3 separate regions of the Mus musculus genome follow, and regions 1 and 2 are each linked to region 3. A link is a contact called in public Hi-C data. All regions are on one chromosome and are shown on one strand. Each heading gives the region's core, a stretch centred on a gene start, on an enhancer-like site or on the middle of the called end of the contact. The rest is flanking DNA. Distances are from core to core; before and after follow the strand shown.

Evidence for each region. Hi-C and Micro-C count contacts between places; a contact is called where the count stands out from the background.
Region 1: a Hi-C map of the N1E-115 cell line shows a contact between it and region 3, with 2.7 times the contacts expected there. The contact joins two enhancer-like sites. A contact is called at or near these places in 3 of 484 Hi-C or Micro-C datasets (the N1E-115 cell line and embryonic stem cells).
Region 2: a contact with region 3 is called in a Hi-C map of the N1E-115 cell line, with 5 times the contacts expected there. The contact joins two enhancer-like sites. A contact is called at or near these places in 2 of 484 Hi-C or Micro-C datasets (the N1E-115 cell line and cerebellum).

Annotation. Positions count from the first base shown.
Region 1 is chr9:27,832,154-27,836,163 of GRCm38.p6, reverse strand. The region is part of intron 1 of Opcml (opioid binding protein/cell adhesion molecule-like); the gene reads right to left. Among named protein-coding and RNA genes, the nearest start is that of Opcml, 43 kb to the right of the region's middle. Within about 2 kb of position 2,708, at least 2 of the 459 cell types and tissues checked have an H3K27ac peak or open chromatin away from gene starts, as enhancers often do. A contact at or near this core is called in the N1E-115 cell line, where this site is marked.
Region 2 is chr9:27,922,353-27,926,485 of GRCm38.p6, reverse strand. The region is part of intron 1 of Opcml (opioid binding protein/cell adhesion molecule-like); the gene reads right to left. Among named protein-coding and RNA genes, the nearest start is that of Opcml, 130 kb to the right of the region's middle. Within about 2 kb of position 2,040, at least 9 of the 459 cell types and tissues checked have an H3K27ac peak or open chromatin away from gene starts, as enhancers often do. A contact at or near this core is called in the N1E-115 cell line, where this site is marked.
Region 3 is chr9:28,245,722-28,249,730 of GRCm38.p6, reverse strand. All of the region lies in intron 1 of Opcml (opioid binding protein/cell adhesion molecule-like), which reads right to left. Among named protein-coding and RNA genes, the nearest start is that of Gm39313, 150 kb to the left of the region's middle. Within about 2 kb of position 1,425, at least 43 of the 459 cell types and tissues checked have an H3K27ac peak or open chromatin away from gene starts, as enhancers often do. A contact at or near this core is called in the N1E-115 cell line, where this site is marked.

The sequences.
Region 1 (4,010 bases), core at 1,459-3,958, 410 kb after region 3:
TATAGTCAATGGGTATGGCCCTGATCGTAGGAAAGAGTTCTCTACTGTAGGTAGCTTTCCCACGGGTCTTTTTTCTATTTCTCAAAACACCATGGTAGTTCTCAACTAACGACTTTACACTTAGTATTCCATGTGTACCAAATACTTGTTTCAGACTTTCCCCTGGGTGATTTCTTACAACCACCAACCCACTTAAAACGTCAGTCTCTCTGAGAATTCCTGAATACTTGAATATATAATCCAAAGTAGGTTCCCTCTTGGCTGTGCTCTGGCTAGTTGCTCTGTTGTTTTTCTCCTTATGGTCCTTAGACCACCTGAACCCACTCTTACATTTAGTTCATATGCTCCCCAAGACTCCTCCCCTCATCATCATCTTTAGCATACATTTTCTGTAAGCAAGGATATTAGGACTCTCAAATGTTTTGGAGCTGAGAGCCACTAGCCCTTGGACAGGTTCTGATGATGTCTCTCAGGAAACGTTCTCCAAAGATTTCACCTCAACAATGCTGCTTCCTTCTTAATCACCAGTACTTTCCCAGCTCCAGCTGACCAGCATCAAGGATCCCAGTAAAGCAAAGGGTTCACTTTAGTAGTGCAGGTAACTTGTTAACCACAGCTGATTCTTTGGCCTCAGCAAACCAGCACCACCAGATCTTAGTTCAAAATAACAATTTGCTCTGATAAAGTTTAGTCTTCCCTCTGATATTTCACAAACCAGGCCTCTGACATCTGTACTGCTCTTAACATTTCTTTATCTTTCAAGCTTCTACAAAACAGCTTACTGAGCTCTCAAAACCCAATGGATTTTCTAGTCAATGTTCCACAGCCCTTCCGAAATCTTCCCCAAAACATGCCACAGCAATACTCCACTATCCTGGCACCAACTTGTCTTAGTTAGGGTTTCTGTTGATGTGATGAAACACCATGACTCAAAGAAAGTTGGGAGGGGAGGGTTTATTTGACTAATACCTCCATGTCATAGCTCATCATTGAAGGAAGTCAAAACAGGAATTCCAACAAGGCAGGAACCTGAAGGTAGGACCTGATATTGAAGCCATGAAGGAGGTACTACTTACTGGCTTGTTCCAGATGGCTTGCTCAGCCTGCTTTCTTACAAAAGCAAGAACCACTAGTTCAGAGACATCACCACCCATAATGGCCTGGGCCCTCCTCAATTAATCAGTATTTAAGAAAATGCCCTACAAGCTTGCCTACAGCTTGATCTTGTGAAGGCATTTTCTTAATTGAGGCTCGTCCTTGCAGATGACTTCAGCTCACAGATGGCTTATGATATTTTGATAGACGTATATACTGTGTCATGTGTAAATCAGGACACTAGCTATAGATCTTAAAGAAACACCTATTGACTTAATATGTCGTTTTATTAGGACATCTCAATATTCTAGGGATACCAAATGTGCCTGGAAGCATGTGTATCTGTGAATGCATTTAAGAAGTCTTAGTTACAATCTCAGTACAGGTGATGCAATCGCTAACAAACAAGAAATGAGTTTGGAGAAATGCTTATAAAACTAACCAAGCCATAGTTATTGCCACCACTGTCTTATAGCCTTTGTAATAAGCAAGTGATCAATGAAGGAATGTGACATTCTAGAAGCCAGAATTTGGCAGATAGCAAGTGTGAATCTGATATCAGTGGGGACTTAGGTAGCTCATATCACTGACATCAGTAGCTTAAAATCTGCTGTGAGTGGAAGGGTACATTCTGGGGAACTAGCGAATTCTACACACCAGGGCTTATTTTTGTCTTTCAGAAAGCTTGTCATTATTGGTACACCACTGTGCTGAGGACCCACAGAAGACGAACGTTCTGGGGGTAAGAGTGAAGCAAAGTAATGTAAGACAGTGACACTCAGCAGGCTCCTACCATTCTAAAATTCCATCTGCGTGGCCTATCAATGAAGAAAATCTCCAATGGATCGGCTCTTTGTACTTTAGTGTTTAACTGCCTGTGATCTCTCCATAGTTACATGCAGATACACTTGAACAAATTATGCTCCTTATTTCTCACCTTGACATTTCAAATTCTGTAAGAAGTGCAGAGAGGAGGAATCAAGGAAATGGGATGGAAGGCAGGATCAGAGAGGAAAAATGAGACTCAGGAGAGCAGGTGCTGCTGCCAATCAGAGAGAATTCCCAGAAAAGCAGGATGCTTCCCCACGGAGCCTCATCTCCTCCATACAGAAGCCAGATAAGTTTGCCAAAAGTGAGTCAAACCAGCCCACCCCTAGATAAAATACTCCTGTAGTCCCAACTTTAATTGTTTCTCATCTCAAACAGGAGAAATAACACGGTAGGGGCATTCTTTCTTTGCTTGCTGCAAGGCATCCAGACATCCTGTGGAAATCGTTTGCAGGCTGCTTCCTGGGCATCTGTCTGTTCTTATCTCCTCCCCTTCAAACCAGTACAGTAATGTCCTCCTCATTCACTCTGGGCACTCGCCGGTTGAACTATGTTCCACAACCCTTGCTGCCTATAGCATCTGTACAGTTTATCTTCTACTAGCCAGCTCCTCTCCTTGGAATGGAAATTGCTCCATGAAGGCATGAAATTCTACTTGCTGCATCCTAGATATCTGTAACTGTACCTGACAAAAAGAACGTATGAATTCGAGGAATATTTATACCTTAAATGAATTAACAAATGAATGCCATGCAAGGTACAATTCTATGAGGAAGTTGGGCAAAGACCACAGAGGAGTAAGATAATTTAATGAGGAGTAAGAGGGTGACTGTAGATCATTAGGATCATGGCCACAAGGAAGGGGAGAAGTCAGATTGCTGAATAGTTAGGCTTGAAGTTCTACCACTGTTACTGTTCCATTTATACAAAACATTCCAGCCATGCTAGCACATGCCCTGAGTGTTACTGGACTTTGAAAAGGGCCTCCACTCCCTCTCTAGATGGATATTACTGTGATGGGCCTCGTAGGAAAAAAAGTAACTAAGAACACATCTACCATCTGCTAAAATTTGCCTTGCTTACAAATAAGTTCGCCCATCATGTCCTTAAACCAACTTTGGGCCTAGACATTTTGCTGGAGACTTTTGAAGGAGATGAGTCTTCAGCCTGCTCATGAGATGCTGAACTCTGTGAGTAGGTGGCCATACTCAGGGACAAGAGTTCTAACTGAGCCCTTCTGGGTGTGCTTGAAAGAGTCCCTTGCCTCTCAGAGCCCTGTTCTCCAGGGAGCTTTCTTAGCCCAATGCATACATCTCCTGTGGAGCAATGGTTACGTTACGAACCAGGTAGACTGTTCTGCTACCTATCAGACTACACAGTTGTTTCCTTCAATTATGACTTGTTTATACACTTGGTATTGATTCCAAATTTCCAGTGGGCACTAGCTTTAGAATTTTTCAACAGCCACTAGCCCCTTGTCTTTGATATTAACATCACCATAATTTTTATCATTTCCCTTTGATATGCTGACTCAGTTTTCTTCACCTGACCTCTTTTCCATCTGTGGATGGCTTGTATAGCCTCCATCAAGTTTGCCTTCCACCCCCTCCCCCTGACTGTGATAGTCTTTCTATTTTATTAGCTCCTCCACCAGCCAAACTTTCACTTTTTCCACCCATGGAAACACCTAATTTCTAAAAGCAAAAGGAGGTTCTGCCCGACATCAGGAACATTTCAGGTGGAAACAGCTGTTAAAAGCTGTTGTATTTTCTCTTCCTTAAATGCCAAACCATCACAGTCAGCAAAATGTCTAGGCCCAAAGTTGGTTTAAAACATTCATGCTTCTTCCACAACATTGGTCCTTGTTCCCATTTTACAGGTTAGTTTTATGTTGGCACAAGCTAGAAGCATTTGGGGAAATTTTTTTGATTGGGGATTGATGGGGGAGGGCCCAACTCACTGTGACTGCTGCCACCCCTGGATTGGTGGCCATGGACTGCATAATTAAGAAGGCCAAGAAATCCATGAGGAGCAGTCCAGTATGCAGCGTCCCTCCATAGCTTCCACTTTGGTTCCTATTTCCAGGT
Region 2 (4,133 bases), core at 791-3,290, 320 kb after region 3:
CCCTTTTGTACTCTCCCTACACTTCATTTCTGTTGCTCTGTTTGTTTAGAGCTTACTTTGCTTCCACAAATATAATAGGTCCACTGGGGATGGACGGTGTCTAATTGTGTGCTGTTTGCAATGCCTGGAACATTACAGTTCTCAATGAACACATTATTATTATGATTATTGTTATGATCTATCGTAACAATAATTGCAATTCAGTGCACATTTCTCTATACTTCAGGCTGCATAGGGATTCAAGAATATACTCATGGTCCCCTGGATATCCCTAAATGCCCTGGATAAGGATCTAAATTTATGAGGTGCATGTTGGAGCTGTACCTCTAGACTTACAGAGACTGGAGGGTATTTATCTCCTAGTCACAAAGGGAGCAGAATGGGAGACCTTCTCCTTCTATGCAAAGGAGAATAAGAAATAAGGCGTGATCAGAACAGATAGAGAAAGGAGGAATTGTATTAGAACACATGTTGGTTCACCCCCCACTCACCAGAGACAGTGAAGACCACAGCTAGAGCTGACCCAGTGGCAGAAAACCTGTTCAGGCAATGATAAGAAAAATCATTTACTGGGCACATTAATTTAAGTCGTGGGAGCTGAGCTCTCCCTAGGTTGCCCATTGGATAAATGCTGTCAGGATATGCTGTGAGCTCTTCCAATGAGATGTAATAATTGAATTTGTTTTCATTTAATTTGGAGGGCCTTTAATTAAAAGCCAGGCTTGTGTGTGCAGAGAGATAAAGCCAGGCACACCAAGAATGGGGGTAATTTAGGTGCTGAATGCGGTAATTAATTGTAAATTCAGAGGTCAGGAGACTGGCATTATCTTTGGGAAATCAGCATAGGGAGCTGGCCATCCGGCTGGAATAGGGTCTGAAGTAGCGGAAACATACGCTTAAGTGATTTTTTGAAACCTTAATCGCAATTACAGAGCAGTGCGGAGGTTAATTTGCAAAGTTCATTAATCAGAGGCATAAATACATCAGTGATCACCTGGTGCAAGAGAACCTGGAATGTTGTTTTCCAGCCATGATTTCCAAAAGTCAGCCTGGGGAATGAAGTACACTCTATCCTCCTCTGACTCTTCCTACTTGCCTTCATCTTCAAGCTGCTTAGAAACGTATTTCTCCCCTCTTGGTAGGAGCTGAAGCCTAACAGCAAAGACTGCTTTGGATAATACAAAATACATCTTATAATGATGAGACTTGCACAAAGAATAATCCCAGAATACTTTTTAGGGTATTCTATTAGTAGCCTAGACAGTAACACCTAGAGATAATATCAAAAGACAAAGCTTGAATTAATGTCCAATTTTAATCTCTAGAGTTAGGAGTTGAAGGTTAACTAGAGTGGTCAATCTTCAGATTCTATTGTATTTCACAATATAAAGCAATAAAGGTCAATGCGTGTGCTTACATGTGAGTTTCTCCCTTGAAAAATGACAGTCTATTAGATGCATATTTTGTGCTTCAGAGAGCATCGTGATGGGAGTATGTCCCAGCATGCAATGGTGGAGGTGATAGAAGCCTGCTACCTTCCAGTGCTCCATGCAGGAATAGAGATGCAGGGACTGTGCTAGTGTTCAGAAACTCACATTTGTTTAGTTCGCCACCTCAGAAGACAATAGTTCTCGAACACAAATGGTCACAACTACCTCTGCCCAGGCTTATTTCTGGATGTCTTCCACTTTTCACTCCCTATCTCTCAAGGTTCTAATTGCCTCCCACAGGAGAGGATTTCACAGGTCGGAAAATTACCTCAGAGAAAGGGAGCCAGATCAGAAAATTCCACCAAGATTGCTTGGGGCACTTCTTAAACACATAAAAGTTTTCATCTTTCCCCAGACCTCCTGAACCAGGCCCTCAAGGATCTGAAATCTAGGTAATAATTCTGAAACACCCTGAATCATTGCTTCACCAGCTAAACAAAGCTCTGAACTTCTCCAGCCTCTTCAGCTCCATGAGTGGGTGTATTGCTAGAAGCTGAACACCTGCTGTGTGCCTGGCAGTTTGCAATCCTAGAATGTAATCATGGCCTCTGAGGGCTGCAAACTTGAATGCATTCACCTCTCTGCCATTGAATAACTTCATCTCTATCTCTGCCAACCACTCCCTATCTTCTGTTAAGGTTTGATTTTTTTTTTTTTTCACACCTACTCAGCTACAGGCTCCCTCTATGTCCCTGGTACATACCTTGGACAGAGAAACAAACAGCAGGAAGATCAAACAGAACGAATGTAGATTGCCAACAGAAGGAGGCAATGACCCTCTAGAACAGCAAGCAGCACAAGCTCGGCTTCACAGATGGTGAAACTGGGGTGTAGACACATTTGCAGCAACAGAGAGCTCAGTTCTGGAGCCAGGGCTCTTTGGTCATAAAACAGGGCTCTGCAGGCTCATGCCAGGGATCTTTCAGGCCTAAGTGGTGAGTTCAGAAAACTCAACAGACAAAGCAAGAATGTGATTAGGAGGTGGTGGAGAAAAATCTTTGGAGTGAGGGATAGGAATGCTGATATTACCATCGAGAATATTTGATCCATGATTAGAAACTAAAAACACCTTGTCTCCGGATGGGAGATTCAAGCAACGAAATTTCTCTAATACAAGCACAATTAATCTAATCTAAGCACAATTATGATTCCTGCTGCTGAGATCTGCTTTTAAGCTCCATATTTGAAGTCATTTTCTTACATATATTATCTTTGCCAGTGGCTCTTGACCTTCCAAATATTGCAACCCTTTAATAAAGCTCCTCATGTTGCAATGACCCCCAACCACAAAATTGTTTCATTGCTATTTCATAACTGTAAGTTTACAACTGTTACAAACCTTAATGTAAATATCTGATATGCAAGATATCTGTTATGCAACCCTTAAAGAGGTTGTGACCCACAAGTTGAGATCTGCTAATCTATTGGTTTTCATTTATTTATTTTTAATTTTGTGTGTGAGCATGTGCACATGCGTGTGTGTGTGTGTGTGTGTGTGTGTGTGTGTGTGTGTGTGTGTATACACCATGTTACTAGTATGTAAGGCAAAGGGGATAAATTCCTTTCTTCCACCATGTGGATTCTGTTGATTGAATTCAGGTTATCAGTCTTGGCAACAAATGTTTTAACCACCTGGGTTATCTTGCTGGCCTGAATTTTTCTGCCATCTGAATTACTGGCCACAAATCACAGTTCAGATATCAGATAGTTACTCTGAATCATATCAATAGTAAGAGACTCAATTCCACTCAAAACAAGGATGATAGTTTAAGTTAAAGGCTTAGTCATCAGTTAAGCATCTAGATCAAAGATAAGAGCTGTATGCCCCCATAGGCACTAAATAAAGTCTTGGGGCTGGAGAGATGGCTCAATGGTTAAGAATACTTGTTGCTTTTTCAGAGGACCTGGGTTCAATTCCAACATGATGGTTCAAAACCATTTGTAACTCCATTTCTAAGAGATGCAACTGGGTACCATGCACATATGTACTGAATATACATACATGCAGGCAAAATACTCACATAAAATAGAATGAGTTAATCTTCCAAAAAAATGTTTCTTGCCTACAGGGCTTGACAGTCTAGTCAGAGAGACAGAAAACATCACACTATGTGAGTCCCATAATCATGAGAAATGTCCTGTACTCTGAGAACATGTGGGTAGGCCTTCATCATTTATCTGTAAACAGAAGATGGGCAGAGATAGGCCAAGGAAAGATGTGCTGACGGTGAAGAAGTAATAAAGAATAAGGCCAACTGAGAAGACAGATCATGCCAAGCCTTCAGGATGAAAATTAAAGCCATGATGTTTTAATTTGATGCTCAGGATCCTGGAACTGCCTGGGATGAACAAGGCTTACTCACAGCCTATGAGAGCTAGTATTACACTAGGATAGCATATGAACAAGCAGGCATGGGTTGAATGGCCTTAAGGTTTCTATTTGAAATCTGTGTGGTTAGACACTTACCCTGAACTCATCTGATACCTCCACACTCCTGAGTCCCCTGGTAAATTGCTTTTCTTGTGAGTATTACGGAAGAGAGGCAGGGCAGGAGATACCCACACACATGTTCAGCTGCTTTAAGGGGCCATGCATTCAGGATCTTTTTCTCTAGGTTGTAATTGCTCCCTTGAGAAGGGTTG
Region 3 (4,009 bases), core at 176-2,675:
TACAGGTGAATCTGAGACACAGCTAATAGGCACTTCTGACCAGTTCTTCTGGTATCATATTTCTAAAGCTACAATGGGAAAGTTCTTTGTGACAGGGCAGCAATGGCTGCCAATGGGCAAATGGTGACACGTGTGATTCATTTTGCTGTTTATTATCCAAGCTGCCTAGAACAGGTGGGTGAAACCTTGTCTTTCAAGAAATCCGGCAAGGGAGGTAATCATTGGTTCTGGTGAGTCAGAACCAATCGCCATCAGACTTACGGCTCCCTGGAGAGAGGACTCGACCTAGTCTGGAAACTCTGAGATCAGACTCCGGGTCCATCAGCCTGCTCCAGCCATGGAGCTGATCCCTGCAACCAGTTCCAAGCTTTGTGCTTCTGGACTGTTTCTCCCACAGGCTCAGCATGGCAATTTGTTTAAATGAGAGCAGAAAGCATTCAGAGACCAAGATAGGACAACACCAGATCCCAGCCCAGTGTTGATTGAGAGCCAGATGCCTTGTGACTAAAGATATGAGTGCAGGAAGGAGAAACTATCAAAGCCAACAAAGAGAAAAGCCAGAGGGTGACTCTGTGAGCTAGGAGAGGGGGAAGACTCGCTTGAATTTCTATACATGATCTCAAAAGCTAAAGGCACAAAGGAAACTATGAATAAGTATGATAGAGTGAAAGATTTCTGTCCAGAATAGGAAATATTTTTGTATTGGACTGCATGGAAGAAAATAATTTAATATCTGAAAGCACCATAGAATTAATACTCGTTCTACAAAGACAATCTTCACATCAATAAAACCAAAAAGAAAAAAAAAAACGATGATGGATTATGGGCAAATGAAATGAACATGGGATTTAAAAATGAAACTCAGATGCCAGTGGAATACAGGAAGGGAGTCTCAGTTTGTTGGTGAGCAGGTGAGTATGAGACTGAGTCATTTTATACATAATTGGCTGGTAGAAATGGGAAGGCTGGCAGTGGCAGAGGGGACATGGAAACAACGGGAATAACAACTGTGGAAGCCGTGGTTGGTGAGTGCCTGAGCTAGCCCTTAGGTTAACTCAACTAATTCCTGTGACCTAGATTTGTCCTTTGGCATACTTTACAGCCCCAAGCTATCCTAAATACCAGAGAGCATCTCTTGCAGGGATATTTGCTGGGGTAGAGGTTGCTGGCGGGCAGGGTAACTGTACCAGTGGTGGTACATGAGGATCTAACCTTGAGGAACAGCTGCAAAGATACAGATCACAGGAGTCACTGGACAGAAGGAACTCAGCACAGAGAAGCAGGGATGCGTTGAAATGTGTGCATGGGAGATGCGGGAACAGTGAGCTCTCCACCACAGCATCACTTACCTAAGTTAGAGGAAGTAGAGAGAAGCTCACTGTTATCATCAGGCACACACAAGGAAGAGCACATGGCCTACACACAGCTGTCAGCATGCATAGCAAACAAAACAGAAGCGATGGGAACAGTGAAGGGGTGAGCAAGCCCTTGTGTGGAATCGCTGATAGGGAAAGAAATGTGCTTTAGACGCCAAACAGAACCTAGACAAGGAATAAAAAAATAAAGCCCTTATAGATTGCCTGTACAAAGATTTGGGTCACTCTCAGTGCTCATTTCTGGGCCCTTGTACCTTGTTCATCCAGCAGAGACACCCTTCAATCCCCTGGAAGAGTCCTCAGCCCAGTAATTCTTGCAGAGCTGCAATGGCTCTTCAAAGACACAAGGGGGCTCATGATGCACATGGATTTTTAATAGTGCCGCTTGTCACTCCAATTTGAGAACTAAACCCAGTACAGGCAGACACTCCCCTGCCACAAACACATCCTACTCCTCACTATCTATTCTATGCTGCCCCTTCTCTGCTGGGGGAATATGAAGTATGAAGCTGTTAGGAGTTATGAATGACAGGTTTGGGGAGAAGTCCTGAGCCACGTCAATCCTGTTATTGTGAGTGGACTGGTCTCCTTATGTAATCCTCCCTCTTGCTTTTCCTCACTTTTTATGCCCACTCCTGCCTTCCTCCACACACCCACTTCCACTTCACTGGACCCTGCTCTCCGTATGTAGATCTGCCTGTATTTCTGCCCTGACCCCTGCCTCTCCAGATGAAAACATTTGCTGCCAGAGAGCTTGTGAGTTTATTCAATAGCATATCGTAGTATCGTATGTATGTTTTGCACCCGTGTGTATCAGGGAGATGTCTTTGAACTTGATAGAAGGAAATGACCAAACCATTCCTTAGAGTTCATGGCATAGGGAGAAGGGTAGCTATCCTGACATGTGGTGACCTCTTTTTTTCCCCAGAAGCATTCAAGGCTGGATATCAGAGTGCAGAAGAGTTGATTCTATACTCAGCCTGGGTGAAGGGACCCTGCCAAGTGCAAGGGCACAATCTGTGTGTGAAGAGTGACAACAGCATCCCCACTACATGTGGCTTCCTTATTCCCTGACTCTGCTGTTCTGGGGTATATATACAGGGAAAACCATAGCGTGACTTCCTGTGACCTGCCTCCTGGGAGAAAGGACCCCCGCCTTCATCTCAGCACCCTCCAGCCAGCTCTGCCTTCCATTCTGTGGCAGTGTCAGAGCCAACGACAAGTTGAGACCTCATCATTTTTCCTTAATCAGGAACATCCTTCGAACTGGAGCCATGATGGCAGCAGTCAGTCTCAGGGAATTAACTCACCATGAAGATCATTCCATGACAGAGGCATAGTTTATCAGTTCCCACAAGCAGGGTGTAGAGGGGAAGCTAAAGGAATCCCTTAGTGGCTGTGAACAGGGCTCCCCCATAGCAGCCTGCAATAGCCTGTAGCCCCACAGTCCTGAACAGACACACTTGGTCAGGCAAGTAGACCTCGGTTTGAATCAACATCAGCACAAGGCACGGCAGGGCACTGCCCCTCTGATGCTGATGTGTACCCAGTTCCATGCCCAATCTTGTTAAAATACAGTCTCACTTGGGTCCATCCAGGGCAGATCCGGAGAATATTCATTGCAACAAGCTCCTAGATATCCCCATGTGACTGACTGTGAGCCATGGTGAGCAGAAAGGCTGGGGTCAGAGGATGAAGCTGGGTGGCAGTGACTATGTCCTCAGTGGACACCCAAAATGGCTATCCCTATGTCCTTTAGCACATATTTTTATTTGCCCCCTAAGTTGGCTTTTGTCACATCTGTGGGACATTTTAACTATGCTCCTAACTGAGAGCGAGAGGTTGGTTAGAAGGTTACCCATGGGCCTATGTTCCCTACTTGCAAAGTTTTCTTTGAATCCTTCCCTGCCGTCCAGCCAGAAGCACACCTGAGTGTGCGGTTGCTTGTTTTAAGCTGTGGAGGAACATGAGAGAACCTTGAGAATAAAGACTTAACTGCTCATATGGCCACAGAGCAGGAGGCTGGTGTTTTCTGCTCCAGTCCTTTAAAACAGCTTGCAGGTGCCTGCCCCATCCTTTCTCTGCTTATTCACTTAGGCCTGCAGGGCTGTATTCTGGGGGCTGGAGGTCTGGCACAGAATGGACTGGTCCATTCTGGTATTGTGTGGTACCCCACACCCTAGTGTGGTACTGGGAATGAGGAGAGTATGGATGCAGGGTGCTGTGGGGGAGAGGGTCATAGGACATGGGCTAGCCTTTGGTTATGCCATTATATATTAAAACAACAACAACAACAACTCACAACAGAAGGTGGTTTTGAAATAAAAGCGATCTGAAACCCAGATGCTAAATGCAGCTAGAGCCTGAAAGCCTCTTTGTAACAGCCCAGACTGGGTTTGGGACTTTGATGGGACAGACTCCTCTGGCATTCCTGATGGTAGACAGAATGTCTTACGGGGAGAAGAAGGCAGCACCAACAGAAGCTCATGCTGATGGGTTTCTGATGTGGGGCCCATGGTAACCTGCTGAGCTTTCTTCTGAGACTCCCTGGTGGCCTCTGAAGAGTTAAGCCTTGTGTTCTCATTACCTACTTCTCTCATCATGTTGCATCCTGTTTTCTTGTCTACAGGGAT